Linked DNA regions of Pan troglodytes: region 2 is linked to region 1. Evidence: chromatin contacts called from public HiChIP or PLAC-seq data. All regions are on one chromosome and are shown on one strand. Each heading gives the region's core, a stretch centred on a gene start, on an enhancer-like site or on the middle of the called end of the contact. The rest is flanking DNA. Distances are from core to core; before and after follow the strand shown.

Region 1 (5,342 bases), core at 1,597-4,096:
GTGGCACACACCTATAGTCTCAGTTACTCAGGAGGCTGAGGTGGGTGAATCACTGAGCCTGGGAGGTCAAGGCCGCAGTGAGTCGTGATTGCACCACTACACTCCAGCCTGGGCAACACAGCAAGACCCTGCCTCAAAAAAATAGGGTTTCTAGTACTGATATAAAACTTAAACAGAATACTACAGGTTAATATTATAAACTGGGTGCCTTATAATGACAGAAATGTATTGCTTATAGTTCTTGAGGCTTGGACATCGAGGATCAAGGTGCCAGCAGATTTGGTGTCTGGAAAGGACTTGTTCTCTGGTTAATAGATGGCAACCTCAGGCCAGGTGCGGTGGCTCACCCCTGTAATCCCAGCACTTTTGGGAGGCCAAGGTGGGGTATCACCTGAGGACAGGAGTTCAAGACCAGCCTGGCCAACATAGTGAAACCCCATCTCTACTAAAATACAAAAAATTAGATGGGTGTGGTGGCAGGTGCCTGTAATCCCAGCTACTCAGGAGGCTAAGGTAGGAGAATCACTTGAACCCGGAAGGAGGAGGTTGCAGTGAGCTGAGATCACAGCACTACACTCCAGCCTGGGCGACAGCACGAGACATTATCTCAAAAATAAGAAATAAAACAAGCCACCCACCCAACTATCGATGTCCTGCAGAGGTGCCTCACCCCACTTTTGTCAGAAGCCAGACCGGGCTTGTCCATAGGCCCCTGAGCCTGGGCCTCCTGCACAGTGGCCAGGAAAGCCAAGCTGCTTCCTCAGTGGCCCGTCTCCTGAAGGTTGCTCTTCTTCTCAGTGGTTCTACAGACACTGTAAGGCCCATACTCACAGGATATTAGCACACCTGCTAAGAGATTCCTGTCCGCTGGCTGTCAGGGGCCTCTCCATCCAGGGAAATGTCCTCTCACGTTTCAGAATTTCCCTGCCAAACTTTCAACCCCCTGAGCATCCCCAAATTCATCATGTGTGTCCACATGATTACTTTTCCTACTTACCTCATTGTTGTCCCTAGACTTTTCTCCTTCCCTGCTCTGCAAAAAACCTCATATTTTATCTCAGTGTGCAAAGGTGGCCAATTGTGTTCAATCGGCCTCTTGGTTTCACCAAAGTATATTCTCTCTGTCATTAAGAGGCTATATTTCTGTCCCATAAACCCTAATAATCCCCTTATGCCCCTACTGCTGACCAACTTGCCTCTCAGGGCACCCGTTTTCCATGGGAAAAGTCTCCCTTCTTTCCAGCCAGAGCCCTTAAGTCCAATTACAGAGCCTTTTGAAGTTTGGGGTGAAAGACCAGGACACCCACATTGCCCATTTTGGCCACCAGGTGGCAGACAAAGATAATATTAAGCCTGGAATGACTTGAACTTGAGAGAGGGAGGAGACTTTCCTTTCAATGAACACTGATTGGTGCATAATGTTCCCACTACATTCTGAAAGCGTTTATTGTGCACCAGCTGCATGCATGCCTCTGTATGTTTTTCAGTTCTGCAGATGTACAATATACCTTCCCAAAGTCAGTTCCCAGGATTACTGTTTAGACTTAGTAGTTCTTTTTTTTAAACAGCTTTATGGTGAAATAACTTACAGTTAAATTTACCCCCTGCTCCCCCCTTTTTTTTTGAGATGAGGTCTAGTCCTGTCACCCAGGCTAGAATGCAGTAGCAGAATCACAGATCACTGCAGCCTCCACCTCCGGGCTTCAGACACTGTAAGGCCCATAATTACAGGACCATAGTACACTCCCGTTCCCAGACCAGTTGGTCGCCTCTGGCCTGGCAGGGCTCCCAGTGTCTCGGGACCTCCAGGTGACGCGCCTGCCTCCCCTGCTGCAACAGAGGCCTGGAAGTGCCGGGTCCCCATCGCTCAGAGCGGCAGGCGCTCGGGAAATGTTCGTCAAGTGGATAAATGACCATGGCCGTGGTCTCCACGCGAGGTGAGGAAACTGAAAGCCACCGAGGAAAAGGGGGGCGCTCCTTAGAAAGTGCCGCGGTCACGTGTACGTTTCAAAAGAAGGGCGTGACTGAGTAGGGAGGGGACCGCGGAGACCCTCAGACCCTGGACTGTAAGGGGATGAGGGGCCGTGAAGGGGGACCCAGGAAACTGAGTCCTGAAAGCAAGGAGGAACTTCCAGAATGAAGGGCGCCGTCACGCCTCCCTGCCTTTGCTCAAGCGGTTCCTTCACCCCGATCAAGTTCCTTCCCATTTCTCCAACTGTGGGGATCCTGAATGTGCACCTCCTCAGAGAAGCCCTCCTGAGTTCTCCAATTCTAGTTTATTGCCCCCTCCTATCGATCCCCCAGCGCGCTCATCCGGCCTGTGGACAACGACAGGTTTGAGGAGAGGATTCTCTGGATCGCGGAGGACTACAGAAGCCGCGCAGCCCCTTCTGAGGATGCCAAAGGGGCCCCGGCCGAAGGGAAGTGGCTGTGCCCGGGCCTGCCTGCCACTAGATCCCCACCCACCTATGACTGTTCAGTCCCGCTCTCCTACCAGACCCACCTTTCTCCGGCCCAAGCAAGCGCACCCCACCGACTCCCTGCCCTGTCCAAACTCCGAGGCTGGGCAAGGCACTGGATCCACGGCTGGACCGACCAGGGGCAGCCTCTGGGTGAACAGCAGCGTGTCCACCGGCAGAGAACAGAGACCAGCGAGCCGACCCTGCGGCTGCACCGACTTCACGCGCGGCCGAGCGCGGTGGCCTGTGAGCTCCTGCTGCTTCTCCTCCAGGGCCACAATGAGGCTCCCGCGGAGGGGTGACAGGGACCGGGCTCAGATCTGCCAAATGCTGCGGAGGCAGAACCTGACAGTGCGGGAGGGCAGGTGCCTGGGAGGTAGCAGCTGGTGGAAATGACAGCGTGGAACTCCTGAGCCCCACGTGACGCCTCCCCGCCGCCCAGGGTGGGCTCCTAGAAGCACAGAAATGGTCGGGCTGCGGGACACCACAGCGAGGAACCAGCGGAGTACACGGGCCCCAGGAGCGCCAGGACATGCCCGGCCGGGTAGGCAGCCTCGGGTCGGAGTGGGTGAGGGATTGGGGTGTGGGGATTCAGTCCATTTCCCTCTTATGATTGTGGCTGTAGCCGGTGCTGCCGGCGGGTAATAACAGTAAGAGCTTCTGGCAGCAGCTGGCTCTCAGTGTGTGGCGTCCTTGGCCAGGGGGGCGCGCTGAGCCCTCCAAAGGGGACTCAGACAAGGTTAGTGGTCCTTGGGGAGCAGAAGCCCCCAGGCTCCAAATCCTAAAGCAGATCTAAGAGGCCGCAGTGGCTGGGTGCGATTGGCTCACTCCTTTAATCCCAGCATTTTGAAAGGCCAAGGGGGAGAATCGCTTGAGCCCAGGAGTCGGAGGCCAGCCTGGACAACATAGTGAGACTCAGAGTGTACAAAAAAATTAAAGGAAATTAGTGGGCTGTGGTGGCCTGTGACCTGTAGTCCCAGCTACTTGGGAGGCTGAGGTGGGAGATCACTTTAGCAGGGGACGTTGAGGCTGCAGTGAGCCTTCATCACACTATTGCACTCCAGCCTGGGTGAAAAAGCAAAAATCTGTCTCCAGAAAAAAGATCCAAAGAGCTCGTGGTGTCCCTCATGCCATTTACCTCATCCTGGGCAAGGGCACAACTTGGATTCCAGGGTAAAGGTGAAGGCTCTGTGTGCCTGCCAGGCTTCTCCAGGCCCTTATCAGAAGCTGGGGGAGTGTTTCGGCCTTTGGTCCTCTCACCTGAAACTCTCCTAAGTGTATGATCTGACTGCCTCTCCCGACTCTTTCCCAATTTAATCTGCCCAGGTGGAGTCCATATTCCCCGCCGCGCCCCCCCCCCCCCCCCCCCCCCGCCCCATGGTGCACTCCTGCAGGGCTTCCTCCCATGCCTGCCCTTGGTCACATTCTAGAATTCACCAGGAGCCCAGCAGGAAGATCTACCTGGCCTCACGGATGGCTACCTTTTGAAATATTTTGGGCCAGCCACAGTGGCTCACACCTGTTATCCCAGCACTGTGTGAGGCAGAGATAGGAGGATCACATGAGGCTAGGAGTTAGAGACCAGCTTGGGCAACAACACTTGTCTCTACCAAAAAAAAAGGGACTCAGGCATGGTGGCACACACCTGTATTCCCAACTACTTGGGAGGCTGAGGTGGGGGGATCTCACGCCCAGGAAGTGGAGGCTGCAGTGAGCTGTAATCACACCACTGCACTCCAGCCTGGGCAACAGACGGAGTCCCATATTTTACACGTATATTATATTATATTATATTATATTATATTATAAATATATGTGTATCTGACAAATATATATTTTGGTAGAGGCAGGCTTTCACCATGTTGGCCAGGCTGGTCTCGAACTCCTAACCTCAAGTGATCCACCCACCTCGGCCTCCCAAAGTGCTGGGATTACCAAAGTCACCCACTGTGCCTGACCTGTTTTCTGACTTTTTATTATGAAACTGGGCTCAGATTTCCCAAATCCTACAGAAGCAGAACCTGAGATCCAAAAGGGAAAGTGCCAGGCAGGTGGGAGCTGGTGGGAATAAGAACAGCATGTGAACCTCCCTGAGGCACAGAGAGAGTCAAGGCTGCTCAAGGGCTGCACAGCACCAAGGGATGAGCCAAGTCTGAGGTAGAAACAGTAGTATAACAAATCCAACATACCCATTGTCCGCCTTCAGCAATGACGAAGATCTTGTGTTTATTTCTGTTTAAATCAGCTTTCTCAGGTTGAATATAACCTGGTGTTTTCTGGATGGCCACCTCTCTCTTGCATCATTATTTGAAACAAATCCCAGGCATCATATCATCTGTAAATTTTTCATCATGTCCTACTAAAAGAAAAGGAACATATGTATGTATGTGTGTATTTCCACAACATAATATGTTCTCAATTTAATCAAATATATGGTCGTGTTCTTCAGTATTTATAAATGATACTTGTATTAATACAAGTTTTTTTTTAAGTCAGGATTTAAATAAGGTTCATACTCTGCAAATAAGTAGACGTTTCTTTTTTCTTTTCTTTTTTTTTTTTTTTTTTGAGATGGAGTCTCACTCTGTTGCCCAGGCTCACTGCAACCTCTGCCTCTTCGGTTCAAGGGATCCTCATGCCTCAGCTCCCAAGTAGCTAGAATTACAGGCACACGCCACCACATCTGGCTAAGTTTTGTATTTTTAGTAGAGATAGGGTTTCACCATGTCGGCCAGGCTGGTTTCGAACTCCTGACCTCAGTTGATCCACCCACCTTGACCTCTTAAAGTGCTTGGATTACAGGCGTGAGCCTCCATGCCCCGCCAGTTGTCTTGGCTTTATAGTTAGGAGTGGAATTGCTGAGTCATATGGCAACTCCATGTT
Region 2 (5,339 bases), core at 1,631-4,130, 240 kb after region 1:
AGGCATCCGCAGCTTCTAGCTCAGGCCCAGCAAGGAGGTTCTGCAGGCTGCGGCGCAAACCACTATGCAGCGTGTGGGCCCATAGCTGGACCACGTTGTACTGTGGCGGGCAGCAAGGCGCTACTAGTGCCTCAGCTGTGGCCAACTCGACTGGCAGGGCCACTCGCAGAGCCTCCAGCCACCCTGGTAGGGCCCCTGGTGCAGGCAGCAGAGGTGACCCAAAGTGGGCCCGCTCCAGGCCCTCCTGTAGTGCCCTCAGACAGCGCTGACGCCAGTCCCGGGGGACCTGGCCCAGGGGGGTTGTTCGTCCAGTCTCCACCTCCGCCACACGCACAGCAGCCACCAGCAGGGCTGGGTCCTCCCGTGCCAGCTTCCCCGCGGCCCCTGCAGCTGCTTCCACAGCCTGGCCCAGTGCCTCGAACAGAAGGTCCAGCCCCTGGAAGACTGGCAACTCCAGGCCCCCCAGGGGTGCCCACGTATCCTCTCGCAGCTGCTCCAGCTCCCGAAGGCTCACATATGCCTCCAAGAACTGTTGGCCATCAATCAGAGTCTGTGTGTGGGACACTGCAGCCGGCACTAATGAGAGTGAAAAGGAGACGGCCCTGGGTCTCAGCCTTCCCACCGCCTCAATGTGTACAGCAGGGGATACTGAGGCCCAGGGCGGGGGTGATGCATAAAATATTTAACAACCAGTAGAGTAAGCTGGGCACAGTGGCTCATGCCTGTAATCCCAGCACTTCGGGAGGCCAACGTGGGTGAATCACTTGAGGTCAGGAGTTTGAGACCAGCCCGGCCAACATGGTGAAATCCCATCTCTACTAAAAATACAAAAATTAGCCAGGCATGGTGGCACATGCCTGTAATCGCAGCTACTGGGGAGGCTGAGGCAGGAGGATTGCTTGAACCTGGGATATGGAGGTTGCAGTGAGCCGAGATCACACCACTGCACTCCAGCCTGGGTGACAGAGTGAGACTCTGTCTCAAAAACAAAACAAAACAAAAAATGAACAAAAAACCATAAATAAATAAATAAATAAATAACCAGTAGAGTACTGGCCAATCTAAGAGGATCTTGGCAATGTCCTAAAGACCTGGTGGGCCAGAGGTCAACCCATGAACTCATGGAATATGAGGAAGCTGAGGATCCTGGAGGGAAGGCAGGGGAAATCGGGGGGTCCTGCCAGTACTCGCTTAGCCACTCTGTTAGGGAAGAGTTTGAATATACTGATAACCAGGTGGCCAGAGTCACATGACTGGGTGTCTGTCCTGACTCAAGCATCCCACGCGTGGGAATCCCAGGATGAGCTGATTTGCACCCTGCCTCATAGGCCATGGGAAGCCCGGGCTACTGTCTGGGAGGTCCCTGGTGTGCTGCTCTATGCAGTTCCCCATCTAGTGGGCTGGCGCCCCTTGATTAGGGATGGGTGTTTGTGGACTGACTATTGGAGGCTGAGGCCCAGGGTCCCTGCATGCTCACCTGCCCGCAGCCGAGGCAGCAAGTGAGACAGGGCCTGCAGTTGCTTGTGCTGGGCAACCCGCTCCCGTAGGGGCTCTAGAGTCTGTAAGGCCTGGGACATGCCCTGGAGCAACCCACGGGCCTGGCTCAGGGCCTCCCGGGTTCCCTGCACCACCTCAATGGCCCGGGCCAGCTGCCACACACCAGTCTGCACGCCTTCCAGGTATGACTGCACCACTGACTGTGGAAAGATGGAGCCAGTGAGGCTGGGCCAGCCCTGCAGCACAGTCCCAGCACCCGCACCCCCTGCCCCATGCCCACCTTGAGGCGCGATTCCAGGGAGCAGGTACGCTGCACCTCGCGGCTGCGGTACTGGCCTAGCCTGGCCAGCTGCTCCGGCCGGTAGAAGATGCCTGAGGCCCACTTGAGCGCTGCACCCCGGGCCAGCTGCTCTGCCCGCTCCTGCTCTGGCCACTCAGGTCCTGGGAAGGAAGAGCCTGGGCAGCCGTGTAGTCAGGGAGGGAGGGCCCAACGACCCCAGTCCCAGCTTTCTTATTTATTTATTTGTTTGTTTATTTGTTTATTGAGATGGAGTCTCGCTCTGTTGCCCAGGCTGGAGTGCAGTGGTGCAATCTCGGGTCCCTGTAACCTCCGCCTCCCGGGTTCAAGCGATTCTCCTGCCTCAGCCTCCCGAGGAGCTGGGATTACAGGCGCGTGCCATCACGCCCAGCTAGTTTTTTTATTTTTAGTAGAGACAGGGTTTCACTATGTTGGCCAGGTTGGTTTGGAGCTCCTGACCTCAGGTCATCTGCCCATCTCGACCTCCCAAAGTGTTGGGATTACAGGCGTGAGCCACTGCGCCCAGCCAGTCCCATCTTTGTTGCCGTCATTCCTCCCCTAGTCCACCCAAAAGGTTCATACCAGGGGACAACGCCGGCTGCATCTCATCCTTGGCTGCTGAGTCCATTGTGGGCCTGGAGGAGCCAGAGCTGAGGTGGGCCCGGGGCAAGCAGGCAGAGTAGATGCCCCTGTGAGCTGCTGCCTCTGTCTAAGCCCTTCTGAGAGGAGGAAGGAGGTTCTTCCCGGCCCCCTCGGGAAGTGAGAGGGAGCGGGTGTGATGTGGAGGGCACCTGGGAGGCTTTGCCTGCTAGGTTTCCCAGTCGTGCCCCTGCAGATGTCAAGCGAGACAGGGTGGGCACAGGCCTCCACTGGACCCTGGTCCTGCTCTGAGCTGCACAGGACAGTTTGCTACAGAACTTACCAGATTTGATCAGGTGTCCAGTTCTCCCTCCACAAATGACCTTGGCCTTGAGAACAGCCCTCTCCCCAATGCAGCTGGGCACGCCCGCCACTTGCTCAGAGGGCCTGGGCAACTCCAGCTGACTCCAGCGTGCAGCTGAATTCCTCTCCCCAAGGAAGTCTCTCTCCCACTCCCCACCCAGAAGCCCCTTCTTCCCACCAAGGCTCCTCCCTCCCCAAGGCCATCAACAGAAAGGAAGGAAGCTGAGTCTCTGGCATTTTATTCCCAACAGGAAAGAGTGTCTGCACGGAGGGTGGGGACAGCTGGGCGACACTTCCCTGAGGGGCGGGGGGGTGGGGTGTACTTGTACTCAACCAGTCTTGACCAGCCTACCCAGAACCTCTTAGTGCTCAGGAGAGGAGATAGGGATTTGCTAGACTTGGCCTCAACCTGGGGTGGTGGGCAGAGTGTGCAGATATGGATGCAGACGACATCAACAGCACAGGATGAAAACTGTGTTGGCCAGCCTCTGAGGAGGATGTGTACCTCTGCGGAGGATTGAGAGGTGGCAAGCTCTTGTGAAGAGGGGTGTGTTGGGGGGTGGCAGGAGAGGGTCATGAAAGCTGTGTTTATCTTTGTTTTAGACAGGGTCTTGATCTGTCACCAAGGCTGGAGTACAGTGGCACCACCATAGCTCGCTGCAGCCTTCTGGGCTCAAGCGATCTGCCTGCCTCAGCCTCCCAAAGTGTTGGGAGATTACAGGCGTGAGTCACCGCAACTGGGCAGCTGTGTTTATCTTGAGAGTTATAGGGAGCCAGGGAAGGGACTATAAGGTTTATTATTATTTAGTGGATGTTCAGTCCACCACCCAAATCCACCCTTCAGGACAGAAGTGCTCATTCTCCAGCTGCCAGGAGTGTAGGCTACTGAGATCACACCACTGAGTCTCTCAGTCAATATTGGGGTGCAAAAGCATGGTACCATCGTGTGAACATGAACCCTTCAGAAGTGCTACCCCAATTTCAGAGATCCTAGTGGGATAGGCTGAGGCCTATAATATAATTGCATCTGCTCAATTCTGCTTGTCTTAATCCCTTAAAGGTGTGGATCCTGACCAGGTATGGTGGCTCACACCTGTCATCCCAGCATTGTGGGAGGCTGAGGTGGGAGGATCGCTTGAGCCCACGAGTTCAAGACTAGCCTGGGCAATATAGTGAGACCCACATCTCTAAAAAACTAAAAATAAATGAGGCGGGCATGGTGGTGCATGCCTGTGGTCCCAGCTACTTGGGAGGCTGAGGTGGGAGAATCGCTTGGGCCCAGGAAGCTGAGACGGCATTGATCTTGCCACTGCACTCTGGCCTGGGCAACAGAGTGAGACCCTGTCTCAAAAAAAAAAAGTGTGGATCCCCAACAAACTTGCTGCAAAACCCTGTCTCGAGTCCCATTTCCCAGAGAACCTGATCTAAAAGAAACAATAATAAATAGTAACAATGTTAAAAGTTACAAAATGACCCTATCACACATTCCTGCATGCCAGGAATGACTGAGTGCTTTACTGATATTTACACATAGGTAAACACGTTTGCATTGGCTGAAGTGTTCATAACCCCATAGTCTCTGAGCACTGTACTGTGAGGACAAGATGAGCGAAAGATGAGGCTAGGACCATGGGTGGAACAAGGTGGACAAGGTAGATATAGTTAGTGCTTGCTGTTTGGCAGGAAGTGAGGGATAGGAATAGATGGGGTGACCCCAAGACAGTAGGGCAGCCTTTAGGAACAGGTTTGATGTGGCAGTAAAATGAGTTTGAAATATATAAAAGAATAAATAAAGAGAAAAAAACGGAAAAGGAACAGGTTTGAGGGAGCAGATTGGATTAGTCAGGTAGTGTGGTCTCCTCTCCCAAGATGGGGACTAGGCAGAGTTAGTGATGTTGGGGCAGATTGGCAAGGAAAGTTCCGATGGCGTCCCCTTCTCTACTGCCAGGGCGGCCCACTGACGCCCTTCTCATTCCTCCCCAACTTCATCCCAACTCCCCGGTCTACCCACGTAGTTTTCGTCTTATTCGGAGGCTGGACATTTGCTACTGGTCCCTGAAGTTTTGCGGCTGCACCCACAGACAGCAATAGCGCCACGTTCCCTGGAAGGCGCACGGGACGGAAGCGGAAGCAGTAACGCTGGCTCCGGCTGCCGGGCGGCCAGGAACGGAAGCGGAAGTGGCGGCGGCGCCGGCCTGGCCTGGCCTGGCTGAGGGGAGGCGGCGGGCGGGCGCGATGGCGGAGGCCGGGCCACAGGCGCCGCCGCCCCCGGGCACTCCAAGCCGGCACGAAAAGAGCCTGGGACTGCTCACCACCAAGTTCGTGTCCCTTCTGCAGGAGGCCAAGGACGGCGTGCTTGACCTCAAGCTGGTGCGGCCTGGGCTAAGGGGAGACAAGGGAGGCTGGTGGACCAGGCCTGGGCCGGTAGCGGGAACCCCGGGGGCGGCCCAGCTGGGTCCTCCGAGAGCCGGCCGCCATCGTGTGCTTTCTCACAGGAGAGAAGCCGGGGGATGTTTCATTCATTCGGCCGAGGCCATCGAGCTACAGCTATGGGCCAGGCTCGGGGCTGCAGGTGTTCGTCCTCGTGGCCCTTCCTGGCTGG

The links. HiChIP or PLAC-seq counts read pairs in DNA pulled down with a chosen protein or histone mark.
Region 2: an H3K4me3 HiChIP or PLAC-seq map of stem cell-derived excitatory neurons shows a contact between it and region 1, with 10 times the contacts expected there. The contact joins the promoter of EXOC3L1 here to the promoter of CES3 in region 1. A contact is called at or near these places in 1 of 7 Hi-C or Micro-C datasets (stem cell-derived neural progenitor cells) and 1 of 1 datasets of contacts at active chromatin or transcription factors (stem cell-derived excitatory neurons).

What each region holds. Positions count from the first base shown.
Region 1 is chr18:64,991,798-64,997,139 of NHGRI_mPanTro3-v2.0_pri, forward strand. It overlaps CES3 (carboxylesterase 3), which reads left to right and starts at 2,847. Exons shown (of 13, transcript XM_016929993.4): 1 at 2,847-3,003. The coding sequence starts at 2,925.
Region 2 is chr18:65,233,515-65,238,853 of NHGRI_mPanTro3-v2.0_pri, forward strand. EXOC3L1 (exocyst complex component 3 like 1) reads right to left here and starts at 2,881. Exons shown (of 11, transcript XM_063797240.1): 1 at 2,718-2,881; 2 at 2,378-2,430; 3 at 1,778-1,938; 4 at 1,478-1,697; 5 at 1-576. The coding sequence starts at 2,423. E2F4 (E2F transcription factor 4) reads left to right here and starts at 4,875. Exons shown (of 10, transcript XM_016930023.4): 1 at 4,875-5,107. The coding sequence starts at 4,973.